4 separate regions of the Sus scrofa genome follow, and regions 2, 3 and 4 are each linked to region 1. Evidence: chromatin contacts called from public Hi-C and HiChIP or PLAC-seq data. All regions are on one chromosome and are shown on one strand. Each heading gives the region's core, a stretch centred on a gene start, on an enhancer-like site or on the middle of the called end of the contact. The rest is flanking DNA. Distances are from core to core; before and after follow the strand shown.

The links. A called contact is a pair of places that touch in the nucleus more often than the background predicts. HiChIP or PLAC-seq counts read pairs in DNA pulled down with a chosen protein or histone mark.
Region 2: a contact with region 1 is called in an H3K27ac HiChIP or PLAC-seq map of alveolar macrophages. The contact joins the promoter of ZDHHC6 here to the promoter of TCF7L2 in region 1. A contact is called at or near these places in 1 of 5 promoter capture datasets (liver) and 1 of 2 datasets of contacts at active chromatin or transcription factors (alveolar macrophages).
Region 3: a contact with region 1 is called in a Hi-C map of fetal liver, with 1.9 times the contacts expected there. The contact joins the enhancer-like site here to the promoter of TCF7L2 in region 1. A contact is called at or near these places in 7 of 47 Hi-C or Micro-C datasets (adipocytes, embryonic fibroblasts, fetal heart ventricle and 2 more) and 2 of 2 datasets of contacts at active chromatin or transcription factors (alveolar macrophages and skeletal muscle).
Region 4: a contact with region 1 is called in a Hi-C map of subcutaneous adipose tissue, with 1.5 times the contacts expected there. The contact joins the enhancer-like site here to the promoter of TCF7L2 in region 1. A contact is called at or near these places in 6 of 47 Hi-C or Micro-C datasets (embryonic fibroblasts, fetal heart ventricle, fetal skeletal muscle and 2 more) and 1 of 2 datasets of contacts at active chromatin or transcription factors (skeletal muscle).

Annotation. Positions count from the first base shown.
Region 1 is chr14:123,342,192-123,345,968 of Sscrofa11.1, forward strand. It overlaps TCF7L2 (transcription factor 7-like 2), which reads left to right and starts at 1,504. Exons shown (of 17, transcript XM_005657478.3): 1 at 1,504-2,249; 2 at 2,523-2,589; 3 at 2,766-2,890. The coding sequence starts at 2,061.
Region 2 is chr14:122,847,088-122,850,776 of Sscrofa11.1, forward strand. It overlaps ZDHHC6 (palmitoyltransferase ZDHHC6), which reads right to left and starts at 1,512. Exons shown (of 11, transcript XM_001928330.5): 1 at 1,268-1,512; 2 at 1-256. The coding sequence starts at 49. It overlaps VTI1A (vesicle transport through interaction with t-SNAREs homolog 1A), which reads left to right and starts at 1,640. Exons shown (of 10, transcript XM_013983738.2): 1 at 1,640-1,974; 2 at 1,977-2,009. The coding sequence starts at 1,917.
Region 3 is chr14:122,958,563-122,962,598 of Sscrofa11.1, forward strand. The region is part of intron 7 of VTI1A (vesicle transport through interaction with t-SNAREs homolog 1A); the gene reads left to right. Among named protein-coding and RNA genes, the nearest start is that of VTI1A, 110 kb to the left of the region's middle. Within about 2 kb of position 2,404, at least 2 of the 83 cell types and tissues checked have an H3K27ac peak or open chromatin away from gene starts, as enhancers often do. A contact at or near this core is called in fetal liver, where this site is marked.
Region 4 is chr14:123,746,794-123,750,747 of Sscrofa11.1, forward strand. No RefSeq gene overlaps it. Among named protein-coding and RNA genes, the nearest start is that of HABP2, 150 kb to the right of the region's middle. Within about 2 kb of position 2,563, at least 16 of the 83 cell types and tissues checked have an H3K27ac peak or open chromatin away from gene starts, as enhancers often do. A contact at or near this core is called in subcutaneous adipose tissue, where this site is marked.

The DNA.
Region 1 (3,777 bases), core at 254-2,753:
GCTGAAAACCCAAACTCTCTAAATATTGTATGGTAAATTTGCTTTCTTTTGGAAAGCTGAAGTACAGATGGCCAGCTGAAAAGCGGGTGAGATTTTTTTTTTTATAGGGTTGGGTGAAATAATTTAGTACATCATGGACCCTAGACCAACACTGTTCCTCACAGACAATTTGCTGATTTCTTTTGATTTCTTTTTTTCTGGTTCTTTTTGTCTCTTTCATATGGTAGATTCCTGTCCACTTCTCATTGGATATTTGCAAGAAAATCAGTGTTCTTGCTCCATTTTCCAGGAATACTGCGTTTTGGGACCCAGGCCTTTTCCCCTTTAACATAATTTTCTTTCCCATTTGTAGTGAATCAATCTACTTCCCCAAGAGAGCCTAAAAATCAACAAATACCTGCCTCAAACCTCAGGTTTTCCATCTCCTCCCTGAGGCCTTCAAGCATCAGCTGGGTTAGCAATTTCCTGCCAGAGCCATCTACATCTTGATTATTTGGTCAGTCTTTCGGGAATTTCATTTCAGACCCCCTTCCAGAAAGACTCCAGCACCACTGATCCCAGAGGTTGGTGAACTTTCAGTTTTATTTTCCCTGGTGATGTTAACGCCCAAACTTTTCACTTCCAAAGCCAGAAAGGACTTTGAATCCTAACTCATTTCCTACCACCTCCAACTCAGTTAAAACAAACAAACAAACAAAAAGCCACAACACTACATTGAAATGAATCATGCATTTTTCCTTAAGGATATTTTTAATGCCCCTGACAAACACCACAGTGTTGGAATTTTTTTTTTTTTTTTGGATAAAAAGTCATTTTGGCATATTTAGTCTAGTGAGACAAGATTTAATGAAATGATTCACTATTAATAAACAAAAAGGGGAGGGAAGACCTCGTGGGTTAATAGTTTCTTTCACTGCAGATGACCAGGAACTTTGCCCAGCCCTCCACTTCCCCAGGCTCTCTGAAAGTGGAGGGTTGATCTCTCTTTTTCGACCACTTCTGTTACATCCCGCCCGAGGGTGGCTGATTTCACTGCTGGCTAAACCACCAAGCACCCCACCCTCCCACCCATTCCCCACAACACTCTCCTCCTTTTCCCCTTCCTTAAGACTTATTTCTAATGTTTCCAAAGTGCACTTTTTCTGGGCCTCTCCCCATCCCCGCCCCCCAAGTGGGCTTTCCTTCCGCCTTTCCCGGCTCGGATTCCTGACTCGGTCGCCACCCTCTTCCCCTCCTCTCCTACCCCGCATTGTCTTTCTGAAGCCGGCCCCCTCCCGGAGCGAGTCCCCGTTCCCTCGCCCAGACTCCCGGGCTCGCACACTCTCAGCGCAGGCCTCTCCCCCTGCACACTCCTCCCTCTGTCTCTCTGCCCCTCTCCTCCCCCGCCCCTCTCCTCCTCCTCCTCTCCCTCCTCCCTCTCCCGGCGCCCGAAAGGATCATTGTTAGCCGCCCCCGCCCCGCCCACTCCGGCTGTTTATTTATGCAGACGTCACCCGGCCGGCCCCGCCCCTCGGCATCTCATTAAGCGAGTGTGTTCCTCTCGCCCTGTCAATAATCTCCGCTCCCAGACTACTCCGTTCCTCCGGATTTCGATCCCCCTTTTTCTATCTGTCAATCAGCGCCGCCTTTGAACTGAAAAGCTCTCAGTCTAACTTCAACTCACTCAAATCCGAGCGGCACGAGCTCCTCCTGTATCTTCGGCTTCCCCCCCCTTTGCTCTTTATATCTGACTTCTTGTTGTTGTTGGTGGTGTTTTTTTTTTTACCCCCCTTTTTTTATTTATTATTTTTTTGCACATTGATCGGATCCTTGGGAACGAGAGAAAAAAGAAACCCAAACTCACGCGTGCAGAAGATCTCCCCCCCCTTCCCCTCCCCTCCTCCCTCTTTCCCCTCCCCAGGAGAAAAAGACCCCAAAGCAGAAAAAAAGTTCACCTTGGACTCGTCTTTTTCTTGCAATATTTTTTTTGGGGGGGTAAAACTTTTTGGGTTTTTTTTTTTTTTTTGGCTTTTCTTCCTCCTTCATTTTTCTTCCAAAATTGCTGCTGGTGGGTGAAAAAAATGCCGCAGCTGAACGGCGGTGGAGGAGATGACCTAGGCGCCAACGACGAACTGATTTCCTTCAAAGACGAGGGCGAGCAGGAGGAGAAGAGCTCCGAAAACTCCTCGGCAGAGAGGGATTTAGCTGATGTCAAATCGTCTCTAGTCAATGAATCAGAAACGAATCAAAACAGCTCCTCCGATTCCGAGGTAGGAAAAGCCCCTCGGGCTGGTGGGGTTCTGAATCTATTTCCTGGGCTTGGCAAAGGTTGCTTACAGGGGAGAAATCGGGGCTGGGGGCGGCGGTAGGGCGCCGCGGGGCCGGGCGGGCGGCGTGTGCGTGTGGTGCCACCATTGCAAAAAGTTGTAACCCTGTTTTTCTCTCCCCCCAAACCCCCACCCCACTGATTCTTTTTCTCCCCCTTCTCCCCCCTCTGCGTGCCGTTTGCCCCTCGCCCTCCCCACCTCCACCCCTCCGGGAAGGCGGAAAGACGGCCTCCGCCTCGCTCCGAAAGTTTCCGAGATAAATCCCGGGAAAGTTTGGAAGAAGGTGAGTACGTCCCGCGCGCCCCGCAGCCGCCGGGAGCTGCCCCCCGGGCCCGCCGCCCCGCGTGCCCCGGCCGGGCCGGGGCGCCCGGCCACTTGGGGCACTTTCTAAAAAGTTTCTCCTCGCTCTCTCCCGGTCCGCGCGGCCGCCGCCGTCCCCTCGCCGTCCCGCCATGTTAGCGGCCAAGAGGCAAGATGGAGGGCTCTTTAAGGGGCCACCGTATCCCGGCTACCCCTTCATCATGATCCCCGACCTGACGAGCCCCTACCTCCCCAACGGATCGCTCTCGCCCACCGCCCGAACCGTAAGTGCCTCCGCGCCCGGCCCCCGCCCGCTGCCTGCCCGCCCTCGCCGCCCGCCTGGCCCCGCATGCGGCCCCTGCCCTGCCCCCTCCCTCCCCCTCCCCTCCCTCCCCCTCCCCGCCTCCTCCCCTCCCCGCCTCCCCTCCCCCGCTCGTGGCCCTGGCAGCCCGAAACTCTCCAAACTTTTCTGCCTTTTGTGGACTGGATTTGTTTGCACTTCGCCATGTTCTTGCTTTCAGTTTGTTGCTTCGTGGTGTTGGGGAGACTTTTCTTTCCAAGCAGGGCTTTATTGGGGGGGAGGTAAATCAGAAGAACTTTTTTTTGAGCTCTGATTCCCCCGCCCCCTTTGGTGGTGGTGTTTGTTTCTTCACCCTGGGAAGATGACTGTGTGGCTCTTTCTTTTCTCCCTCTCTCTCCCTTCCTTCCCTCTTCTGTGGCGTCTTGGGCTTTCCCCGGTTAACCCCTTGGCTGCCGCTGCTGGGGACCGAGTGGCTGGGCTGCGCTGAGTGAGGGTGGCTTGTCCTCCAGGCATTGGACTGTTGAACTAGCGGGCGCGCGGAGCCCGGGGCCCTGGAGAAGCGCCTCGGCTTTCTCTTTCGGCTGGTTATTTGTTTAGCTTTCTGGTGGCGTTGGCTGGCTCTCAGCCCTCCTCCCCTTTTCCCCTGGAAGGTCTCGCTTCCCAGACTGGTCCCACTACAGAGTTGAGGGCTCTGGGCTTCCTTTTCTGGGGCAACCCCGCAGGGCCGCGAGCGCCCTGGGCGTCGTGGCGGGCTCGGCTGCCCGGCGCGCTGGCTGCGGGCTCTCCCGGGCCGCGCGAGGTGGAGAGGCCCCTGTGGCCGCGGTTCTTGGTTTGTTGGCAGCCGGGATGGCCTCTTCCGAGCGGACTTGA
Region 2 (3,689 bases), core at 262-2,761, 500 kb before region 1:
TTAATTCTTGGAGATTTTCAAACCTGATGACTGAGCAGAATGTACCCATTTTGGTGAGGAAGAACACCTTCCTGTTTTTAAAGAATTACAGATTTCTTTTTTCTGTGCACACATTTCCATGTGCCACAAGTCCACATGTGTTCCTTAATTGTCATGCCTTCATGGTGTGGGATGTTAATGCAGATTACACCATGTTCAGCGTTACAAACTCTTTGTCTTTTCTAGGAGAATGCAGTGTCTTGATTTGAAGCCCAATCTAAAGAAAACAAAATGAGAAAGTTTGGTAGGACATACTACTGGATACTGCATTTGTTAATTCCAATAATCACCTAAACAAAAGCAGCTCACAAATACATTACTATGGAATGAGGATCTCATCAAATGTCAAAAAGAACTATTTTCCTCTATCAAACTAGGCCTCAAGTTGGAATGGCATGTAAACTGGATACAAGATTCTAAAATGGTTGTTTTTATTCCTTGTTCCCAACTTGTCAGAGGACTGTGACTATGCAACGGTCAGTGACTGGTTTGAGGAGAAAAAGAATTTTAGAGCTGGGAAGGGAGAGCCTTAGAGTGGGCCTGATCCAGTTTCCTTCCTCATAGAAAAGAAAGTGGCTTGGAGAGGCTAAGTGATTATACTACGGTGACAACCAACAGGTGAACTCAATAGAAACTTAAGTTTTCAAACTCCCTTCACGGAGTTCTAAACTGCCTCTTATCCAGTCTCGAATTAATCAAGTATGATGTAGACACAGTCTACACCATTTGCCTGCGGTTGCCTCCACCCCAACACTAACCTAAGAGTCTATTTGTGACAAAGGTAAAGAAGCAGGAGAGCGAAAGCAAAGAGGAGAAGGAAGAGGCGGGGAAAGGGAAGTGTGTGTGTGAAATCCTGACCAGAGGCGTGTGTGAGAATGAACCTGAATGAAAATATTTGAGGAAAAACAGAAAGGAAGAGCCTCCGGGAGCGAGGGACTGGAAGGCAGGACGGCGAGTCCAGAAAGATCTGTAGAAGGGTATTTCGGACTGGACTGGAGTGAGTCAAGGAAAAAAGCTCTGACGGTAACAAGACTTTGAATCAACGGATGCCGCTGCCTTGTGCCTCAGTTTCCCACTCCTGTCACGGAGCAGAGCGCTTGGAAATCCTCACTCAGGGCATGAACATCCTGGTAAGCGAGGTTGGTCTCTACATTCTGGAGATTCTGGCCTCACTTGGGTGGGGCGAACACCGCCAAAATCATGGTCACGTCCCCTGTGTGACTCCCACCTCGGTCTGGTCCTCAGTGCCTGCTCCTCGGCCATCGCATTTCCGGGGCGGCCCGAGCTCACCCCAAGCAGGTTTTCTCCTGCTCGGATAACTCCGTCCTGGGCCCCCCAGCCCAGCGTAAGAAGAAAGCAAATCCTGCGTGCAGTGCGAGATCAGCCACGACGCTGCTGCTTCTCCGCCAGCGCCCTCGCCGCGGCTCTCCCGCTCAGGCCCACTGCGCAGTCTCCAGGACAGCTACTTCCGGCAGGTTCGCTGCATCAAACTTCCCTCGGGAAGCAAGTTCCTCTGACTCTAGATTGGAAAGCTGGATCCGCTTTCCAGAACGTAGATGGGCAAAAGATGCTTTCAGTGATCCCTGAGAACTGGAACATTTTCTTAGGCTTTTGAGGGCACTAATTTAAGTGCTCTTCGTTAGGAAATTTCTTAATCTTGTAGCCGGAGCGGAAAATAAAAAGCGCATCCAGCCCAACTTCCGGAGGACTAAAATAGTGACGAACAACCAGGAAGCGGCCGGGCTAGGAGCTGTCCCCGGTTCTCCGCTCCTCTCTGAAGTGGACCCTTCCTGTGTTCCCTGGACTCTGTTTTTCTGTCCCCTGTGGCCCCAGCCCCGACCTAGGCTCCGGCCCAGGCGGGCCACTCCAGAGCCGCCATGTCGTCTGACTTCGAAGGCTACGAGCAAGACTTCGCGGTACTCACTGCTGAGATCACAACAAGATTGCAAGGGTACCCCGACTCCCGCCTGGTGAGAGCCCTGTCCTGGCCGGGCGGAGGTGGACAGGAGAGCCGGGAGGCTTGGGCGTGGACAATGAAACGCCACCTGAATAAGTGTGTCTTTGAAGCGCGAGTCTGGAGTCGGGTGGTGTTAGGGCCTCCTGGAGGGACGGATTTGAGGTTGGTTGAGGGTAAGGGGAGAGATTACACTGCACCCCACAGTCTTTGTGGGGTGCAGTGTAATCTGACCCCTCTGGGCTCTAATCTGGACCCCACTGCCTTGTTACCCGGATAACCTTGGGGACTTTTCTCTGAGTTTTAATTTTGTTTGGGTTGGCTTGATTGTTAAATATGTAGATGAGAGAGTATTCAGAGAATAAATGAAAGTACAGGAACCACGGGTCTACAATGTACAGCAACGTTGCTTTGTTACAAGTAATATTATTATAGGCAGCAAAACAGGTTTAAGAGCCCTAGTGCCTGGATTCAAATCTCAGCTCTGCCACTTATAAATTGTGGTATGTAGGCAAGTTTCTTAACTTCTCTCAGCTTTCCTTCTTGGTAAAATGGGGGGAATTGTATGTCTCTCATAGGGTTGTTGTGTAGGTTAAATGACTTTACATATGTAAAGTCCTTTCTTGATGTGAGCTGCTATAATCATTAGCGTTTTTCGTACCTCCAACCCCATTTATTATTTCTCATCCTTCTTGAGGATCTGTAACCCATTGTAAAACTTGATACAGAATGATTTTTTTTTCACTTTTAAAATTCCACAACTCTCATGCAGAAGAGTTTTGGTTTGGTTTGGTTTTGTGTTTTAACACATCTTATTCGCAATGCTGACTGTCAGCTATGTGGAGGTGGGAGCTATGTTTGATTTCCTTGGCATTTACTTAGAAGGGCTCAGGAAAATGTTTAAGTGAATGAGCAGATACTTAAGTATGATATTGTGTGATTTTTGTCTGAAGGGCATTGTTTTAGGATTTACTCTTCTCTAAATACAGATTTAATTTGAGCATTTAGTTGCAGTTAACATTGTTACTTTGGGGCTCAGTTTTGTTAGGGAAATTGGACCATCTAGACTTGGCCCTGCCTTAGTTCTCTGGTGTGTAATATGTTGGAAAAGGAGTGCTCATTCATCTGTGAACTGGTGGGAAACTTCATTGTCCCACCTTGTTAGTCAATCCTTGATGCCTGCAATAATTTCTCGTGGACCTAAGTTGTCATTCCTCTTCCCTTTCCCTATTCCCCGCCCCCAAATTTATGTGTTTATAAATAATTTTCTTCCTTTATTTCTTTGTTTTTCTTCCCCCCACCTATTTTCTGTTAATAGGGATATTTGCTTGAAACCAGGATCCCTGAACTTACACCCCTCTCATCTCCTGAAGTCTCAGTTAGTTCTGGAGGAGATGGAGGATGATGTCTTAAGGAGGTTTATGAGTTCGAGTGAGGGAACAAGAGAAGAGACTCAAGGTAGCCTATACCACCGAGCTCTGCGCCTCGGAGATTTTTGTGGCGAAAGTGGCTGATGGCCTCCTCACTTGATGATACACCACCTGGCCTCTTCTCTTCAGTTCTGCTTGTCTCCACTGCCCAAGATCATCTTGATTTTTGTTGTCATTGTTCTTGGAGACTGCTTCCTTTGACTTGGATCCCAGAGCCTCAGAATATCAGGACTTGTGGTTTCCATGGGATTTTTGCTTGTTTTTAA
Region 3 (4,036 bases), core at 1,154-3,653, 380 kb before region 1:
TAGCTAAGGTACAATCCCCAGTTAAGACTGCAAACAAAGACTATAACCACATTGCATTAGGTTCAACTTGCAGACCACCTTCGTCCTTGATGGAGTTTGTATGCAAAACAAAGAATTTTGAGAATTTTTAAAAGAGTAATTTATTCATCATATAAAGAAATTTTAAAGTAGCCTTTCAGTGCTGTAGCCTCATTGCATACTTGGCAGCAGACCAAATGGTCTTTCCATAGGTTCTCTCAGTAGACTTGTTTTCCAGTCCTGATGTTTCATTGACTGTGTTTACATTGACCATTCGACTTGCGAGCCTAAACAAAGATACATTAACACGCTTGAGGAAATGCAAACAGAAAATAGTGTCATTGACAATTGTTGAAGGCCAACAATGAAAGACTGTCTCTAATGGTCTTAATTTATTAACGTCAAATTAGCACCAATATATTTTTACACAATTACGTTCAGAAATTACTGAAGTAGAAACTACTAGCAAATTTAATTTTAATTTGTTCCTTGGGGTTATTCTTCAGATATACATATCTCTGTTTCAAAGCAGAATAATCCCTTGGACATGGACTGGCTATTCTGCATAAGAATATCTGGGAATAGTTTTTAGACAAAAAGATTTATTTTTCCATGGCAAGGTGTAAGATATCATTTTGGTTCTCTAATATTTTAGCAATGTTCATCATTACATTTACAATATGCTTTTAAAAACATTAGACATCATCAAGTTTATTTTAAAAGCCTAAGGTGATTAAAATATCTACAGAAATGTTGAGAATTGTCAAAGCTTCGCGGCATGTGAAATAACAGTGAGTGGAAAAATTTCAGTTTCATCCTGAAACTATTTTTTAATTGACAAATCTGACCTTGAGGGAGGAAAAAACAAAACCAAGTACAACCACAACTTTCATGGAATGAAAAGAGCTTTTGGAATTAAATCATTTAGCAGTGACTGAAAAAATAAACATTGGAGTGGCTTTTGTTTTAATTTTGTTTAACACTTTATTGATTTCTTTATACCAAAAGCAATAGAAAGAAAAGATGAAGTTATAGTGAAACAAACAAAAAATAATTTTTCAGTACATTGTGCTTGTCTTCACTGCGAGTTTAGTTTTCTATAGTCAATGTCAAATTGATCAGACCTCTGCTGTGTGATTGAAGTACATTAAAAAAAAAACCTCACATTGTGAAGTTAAAATGGTTAAGTTGTAGTGTCACTGAAACAGTTTTTCAGATTGCACTTGCTTTGCCGAAGAGGCTGTCTGAGTTATTACACTTCTTCCGTGTTTAAACAGCTTGAGTAAATTGACAGGGTCACCTTTTCTTTCTTTCTTTCTTTCTTTCTTTCTTTCTTTCTTTCTTTCTTTCTTTCTCTTTCTTTCATAATAGAGAAAAGGAATGAGTGCAAATTTTGAGTTCTTTTCTCTGCTAGGATTAGCAGCCAGCTCTGCATGAAGGGAGAAAAGTTGGGAGTATATGGAAAGAACTTTCCTCTATGATGCCTCTTGGTTTTTTTAAAGGAGACACAAAAAAATAACAGGAAAGTTAATTGTGTACAATGGAATGCTGGTTTTTGTCACTCAGACTTTTATACTCACTATGTATCTTTGTCCAAAGATTTTTTTCTTTTCTGTTTTTGATGAGACAGGCTAGTTTACATTCTTGAATATGTGTGTGTATACATATGTCTTTTCCTCATTGTACACTAATGTTAAAAAGGTTGAGGGAAATGATTGTTATGTGCTGCCTTGAATACAAACAGCTCCCCCTCTATATTTGACTGGAAATCCATAGCATGTGTTGATGGAAGATTTATGGAAGGCAGTGTATTTATCAAGTTCATACATGAGGTAGCAGAACAGGTTTTATTCAGCCTATCACCTGTACCATAAAACAAAGGGCCTCTGTTTGATTATCCTAATACAATTGTTAAATCGAAATGTTTCTGATTTCAAGTTTGTAATGCATGCACTTAGTGTCTTTTCAGAGAAAGAGGATTTTAAAAAGAGATTACAAGCTACAGGGTCATATATTAACCTGAGAGGAAACAACCATTGAAATATTAACTCAGCCACAAAACACCATGCTTCTTTAGATTTTTGCCAGTAGAGGAAATAGAGAACTTTCAAACTTATTTAGAGACTATTTTAAACCAAAAAGACTATAATGTCTCATGTTTAGTGAAAAAGACTATTTATATGTTTTACTTATATTTACTCTCAATTTAATGTAGTTTCACAGATAACTGTGAAAATCATGATGCAATGGAAACTGAATTCTTTCATGTGTACCTCTCATTTTTCAAAACCATATTATATTTTACACCTTGTTTATAACTTAAACAACTGACTAGTTCTGCACATCAGTTAATGTTGTATTATACTTTTCTACACATAGGCTGCGCCATTGAGCCGCTAGTCAAAGAAATATTTCTTGAGCTGCCTGTGGTACATGGACATGGAAATATAGAGTAAATGGAAATGAAAAGGACCAGCCATTAGCTTTTTAAATATTTGTTACTATAATTAATATGGAGAAAAAGCATATTTTGATATACTTAACATTTTGGGATCTTTTAAGGTGTTTTCTAATAATTTTAAGTTTCATGCTTTTGTAAAACACAGTTATTCTTTCAAGTTTTAATTACTTATTATTTCCTGCAGATATCAAAAAGTGTATAAAAAACATAAATCCAGAAGAAATACAATTTTTAATTTAAACATGTGAAGTGGTTTTAATATTTTTTATTGACTGAAAACGATTCAAAATTTATTGTAATTTAAAAGGTAAACACTGTTTAAAATAACTTTGAAGTATCAAATATAATTAACATAAATATGTGCCTGGAAATTTTAAATTAAAATCTAACTATTTAACCTTCATATCTACACAAGAAATCTGTGAAGTCAAAAGTGAATAGCATTTCTTCTCTAATGGACGATAAAGTGTTCAATAAATCTAAGTAAGATCAGTTTGTTATTATGAATACATAACTGCATTTTCCTATTATTTCCACTAAAACTGGGACTAGCTGAGGTATGAAAAACTGCAGTAATATCTCTATTGATTTTTACCCTTTGATTCAAGAATATATTTAAAAAATAGATTTTAAATAATATTTACAACTATGTTACACTTCAGTCTAAATGTTTCTTGGCCTTTATATGTTGGAAAATGAATTTTAAGTATAACCTAATACTTCTGTTTCATTTATGAGAAAACTAAATTTCATGTATAGGGTAAAACATTATTCTTTGGTCTTTACATTTTGTAAATTTGCAGATTCTGAAACAGATTCTGGGACTATTTCTTTACATGAATTCATTTTGTGTAAATCATTGTTTTCTTCTTTAATAATTAGAAAGACATTGAGAAAAGTGAGATATTGCTTTCTGCTAACGGAGAAGTTTGTGATTGAAAACTTAAGCAATAATATTTACGGCTAACCAATGAAAAAGTTCCCAAAACATTACTGTGGTTGGCAAATGCGGCTCTTCCTTGGGGCCCCAGCGCAGGAGGCATGGCGTGCCCCACTCATAAACACTTCCCCACGAGCCCCCCATGGCTTCCTACGAGAATCTTTGGGGTAAAGTATCTAGAAGTATGTTCATCAGCGAGTGTGGTAGTCAGGAAGTCTTCCCCCTTGTTTATACTGAGGCTTACTTACTGTCAATTTGGATACAATATCTCAGTTTATCATAAGAAAAAAAAAAACCTTACTTGGATCTAATAAAAATTTATTCTGTGTAATACAACATATATTTGTAAAACATCACTTTTATAGCTTATAATAAAATTTACTTTATAAAATGTAATTTGTTAGGAGCATGATTCTTACCAGTTTATGAATTCATCAATGAATGGCAGTTCTCTTTTTCATTACCAAGTAATATGTTTTGTTTTGGTTTTTGGCTCGCGGTACATGGAAGTTCCCAGGCCGGTGTTTGAACCCACACCATAGCAGCAAGCCCAGCCGCTGCAGTGACAACACTGGTTCCCTTAACCCTCTGCGCCACAAGGGAACTCCTACCAAGAA
Region 4 (3,954 bases), core at 1,313-3,812, 410 kb after region 1:
TGGGGCTGGACAAACAAGGCAGCTTATTCTGATAAAGAACAGAGTCAAAGCAACCAGGTGACGGTGTCCTTTGCATATAGTTCCACACCGGCCGTGCTTTTATTTGGAGTCCGTGTTAATTTTAGAAACTGTAAAACACAACATGCCAAATTGGTTGATTAAAATAGTGCTACTTCCCAGAGGCTAACAATCTGTTGTCTCTTGTAGAAGGTTGTCCAGTGAGTGTTGGCTCAGTTGTAGGCCAACCTCGTGAATTAACTGGATGTGTTGAGTATTTTGATTCTGCTTTATGTCTGCCTGAGTATCCCCTCATTCATGCATTCATGTTTCTATCCATTGTTTATTAGTTTGATTCTCTTTGCCAGTGTAGACCTGGACTATATTTCGATCTGGAACATTGCCTTTTCACTCAAAAGATATATATCCTCCAGAAAGACATGTCAAATTTTTGAAGTTGGTCTTTTCAAATAATTGACAGCTATTTGTTCCTGAAGGAAGTTGAATTTTTATGGGATTTTTAGACCCAACAATATGCAGTTACTGGGTTTTAAAATGAATGGAAGAAAGGAAGGAAGGAAAGAAGGCAGGGAGAGGGAAGAAGGAAGAAAAAGAATGAACGAGAGGTGATTTGGTTTCTGATTTTAAATTTAGACAAACTCTGAAGAAACACTTACCCTTTCTTTACGTAAATAAATACTGACTGCTAAGTTATATTGTTGAATTTTAAATCATATGATAAAGTGGTACTTAACAGGGCTATAAACAATAAAGATAAACATTTTTGCTCTTCTGGGACTTCTATTTAAAAGTAGGAAAGGAGTTTTAACAGATCACCCTATAATAGCAAATGTGGTAGCTGGCTTATTATAAAATTATAAATGTTAATTTTTGAATCACATTTTATAAAAGTTGTCACTGAGCACAGGTATCTATGTCAGCTTTTGTCGTCAGTGTCACTAAAGCCATTCACTAGTAAAAGACTCAACACGGAGCAAAATTTAATGGGAATTGAAACAAGCCCCTGTTTTCAGGGGAGCTTTTGCTCGAGAGAAAAGTCCCCTCAGAATATTAGGGAGATACTTCAGATAAACATTCAGAACTACCTCTAGCTAAGCAAGCAAGCCAGGGAAGAAAGAAAGAAAAAAGAAAAAAGCCCCTCAGCCAAGACCCCGTGGAAAGTGGGAAGGATTTGAAACAGCTTATAATTTGGGCTTTTAGCTGTTTTGCTGGGTTGTTAGTATTTGATTTTATCCAAGAGCAAAGCTGGATTTTAAGGCATCCTTCCTGTTGCAAAGATAAATAAATAGAAATTCAGATATTCATGGAGAATTGGACTTTCATTTCCTTCTTCCTCGTTAGAACCTATTTCAGCCCTCCCCACCCCCCAACCACCCCCACCTCTTTTTCATGTCTTCCCTTTTCCTCTTGCACTAACTCTTTAAGAAAGAAAAAGAGGCGTGAATCAAACAGCAGTGAGAACCTTTGGGGTGGGGGCGGACTCCTGTGAATGTATTTAGAAATAAAATGCAACTCTTCCTTTCACCTTAAAGAGCATTTCAGAGGCCCTGCTCTCAGGCCCTCAGTAATGAGAAAGAGGCAGGATTGTGATTTACTTTTGTAGTTTAAATAGACTTAGAATCCAGAGAAATTGTTTTGTGCTAATTCTTCTCTTTCTTTCTCCCTTCACCCGACTTCTCAAAGAAAGACTTTCCCAAAGTAGCTGGTGGTTTCCAGTGCGATAAGGTAAAATAGGGAGAAAGTTTTGTTGTGGTTTTCTTTGTCCTGCTTTTTCCCCACTTCAAGAATCTGAGGCCCCACGGAAATCCTTGGAGGATGCTTGGCGAATATGGACCATTATAAATGAAATCCAAATCAAAAGCATCATCGCACCGGCTCCTTTAGGTTCTTAAGCAGAAGAATGTTCTGATCACTGAAGCCATTTCAGGGCCCGAAATTAGAAAGTAATAAAAAATATCACACTCTCCCTGGTGGGTAGTTCATTTAATTGGTTCCCCAGCAGGAGGCCAGCCCCAAGTCAGAAATGCTTACTCTCTAGCTCTCTGCTTCGGCAGGACTGCATGCAAACACGACCAGATAAGTAAGCAGTCGAGTGAAGGGAAACCAGAAAACCAGGGACAAATGCAGAAACAAATAGCTTGGGGCTAGAAAGAATAAAGAAAATGCATTAGCCCCCAGTTTCTGAAACACAGAAATTTGCGCACCACCAGACAGATGGCAAGTTTATGCGTTTAGATCAGCTTGGACCAACGTCTCTGTTTAGGACTGAAGTTATTCTTGGGATTAAATTCTGGCTGCAGGATGTTCTTGGGGAGAAAATGGACTGTGCTCACAGAATTCTGACAGTTTGGGATTTGTCTTAAAAGACTGGCCAGAGCTTTGATTCAAAGTCTGCTCTTGGCCTAAGCGCAGCTTTCCCGGCCGGTCCAGTTAAAGGATTTCGAATCCGGAGGAGTTGGGACTTGGCTGTGTCAGCCACAGGGACCACAGAGCCTGATGCTCTGCTGCCACCTTCTGTCCCAGCCATCGCACCAGGAGGCTGTTAAACTCTGGGCCGTCCAGAAAACCCGGTGACTGTCCCCCCTCTGCCTTTGAGAGTCAGCCCTGGATACGCTGCATCCTGAGGCACTCACGATCCCTCCTGTCCACCTGGAGGCTCAGGCTCTGGGTGTGGCCCTTGGAAATGGCCTCTTCCAGAAGGAAGCAGAACATCAGCTTGTTTGCCCGCCTCCCACTCTCTGGCTGTCTGTCTCTCCCTCCCAGATCTCAGAGATCTCGAACTTTCCATAGGTAGAAGGGTCTGGAAAACGAAGTTGAAGGCAAAGACAGGGCTTTTTGTTTTCAAACGTCAGCACACGCTTGTCTAAATCACTGCCAAAGACAAATGGGATGAAGTGGAGGAAAGGAAAAGTGAGATTGAATAGCAGGAAAAAAGCCCTGACAGCAAGATCTATCGCCCTGTGGAGCGGCGTCCCCAGGGGTGAGCTATGGGTAGAGATATTTAAAACTCGAGTGGACAAAACATTAGACCCTTCCCTGCAGGGAACAATTCGACAGCAGCTCCTGGGACCTGACCCTGGTGAGCATAGAGGTCCTTCCCAACTCTAATTTTTTATGATTTCTCAATCGACTTCCCTTTCTATAAAAAGCACTCGGTTGCAGCTGCGGAATCCAACCGCTCCGATGTTCACCGTAGGTGAGGATGGTTCCAGTACACTTTCCTTTCTGTGCAGCAGGAACAATGCCTGACACCTACTCTCTTTGCGCCAAAGGAAAGCAAAATTCACATAATTAAGCTTCTAGATACGTGGTTTAGGCAGGGGATGGAGGAGCCCGGCCCTTGACAGCTGGCCAAGAAGTGATCAGAGCAGCCTCGGCTTCACCGCACAGCCTTTGGCAAATGCTTACTCCTCCCAAATCGCCTTGGTCCGTGTGTCTCACCTGTCAGGATGATGCTCTCTGAAGCCAGTTGTGAACTTTTTGGAAGGACGGTGAGGCGGAAGCTCTGCCCCTCACGGCTAACGGTGCCTTCTTTGTGTGGATTTTATACATCTCAGCCGCAGGCTTGAACTGGGGGAGACAAAAGGGAGCAGAGAGAAGTGGGCTGCGGAATCGTGGGCTCCGCTTGTACTCTTTAGGGTGACTTGGTTCAACTGTCCAACCGATAATGATTAGGTTCCCCTTAACTGCCAGGCGCTGCCAGTTGGGAGCTGGTGTGTCAAAGTGGAGGTGAACAAAGACAGAGAAGAAAACAATGGAGTCCTTGGGTTGCATCTCTCAGTGGCTCTTAACTCTTTTTAGGGGAAGGTAGAGCATCCTGTATTCTGCAAAGCATCACCCGATCTGGCCCCTGCCTGCTTCTCTGATCTTGTCTAAGCCCTTCCTCTGGGTCCCCTTCTCATTTCATTGGTGAGCTCTGTTCCTTCTCTTTGCAGT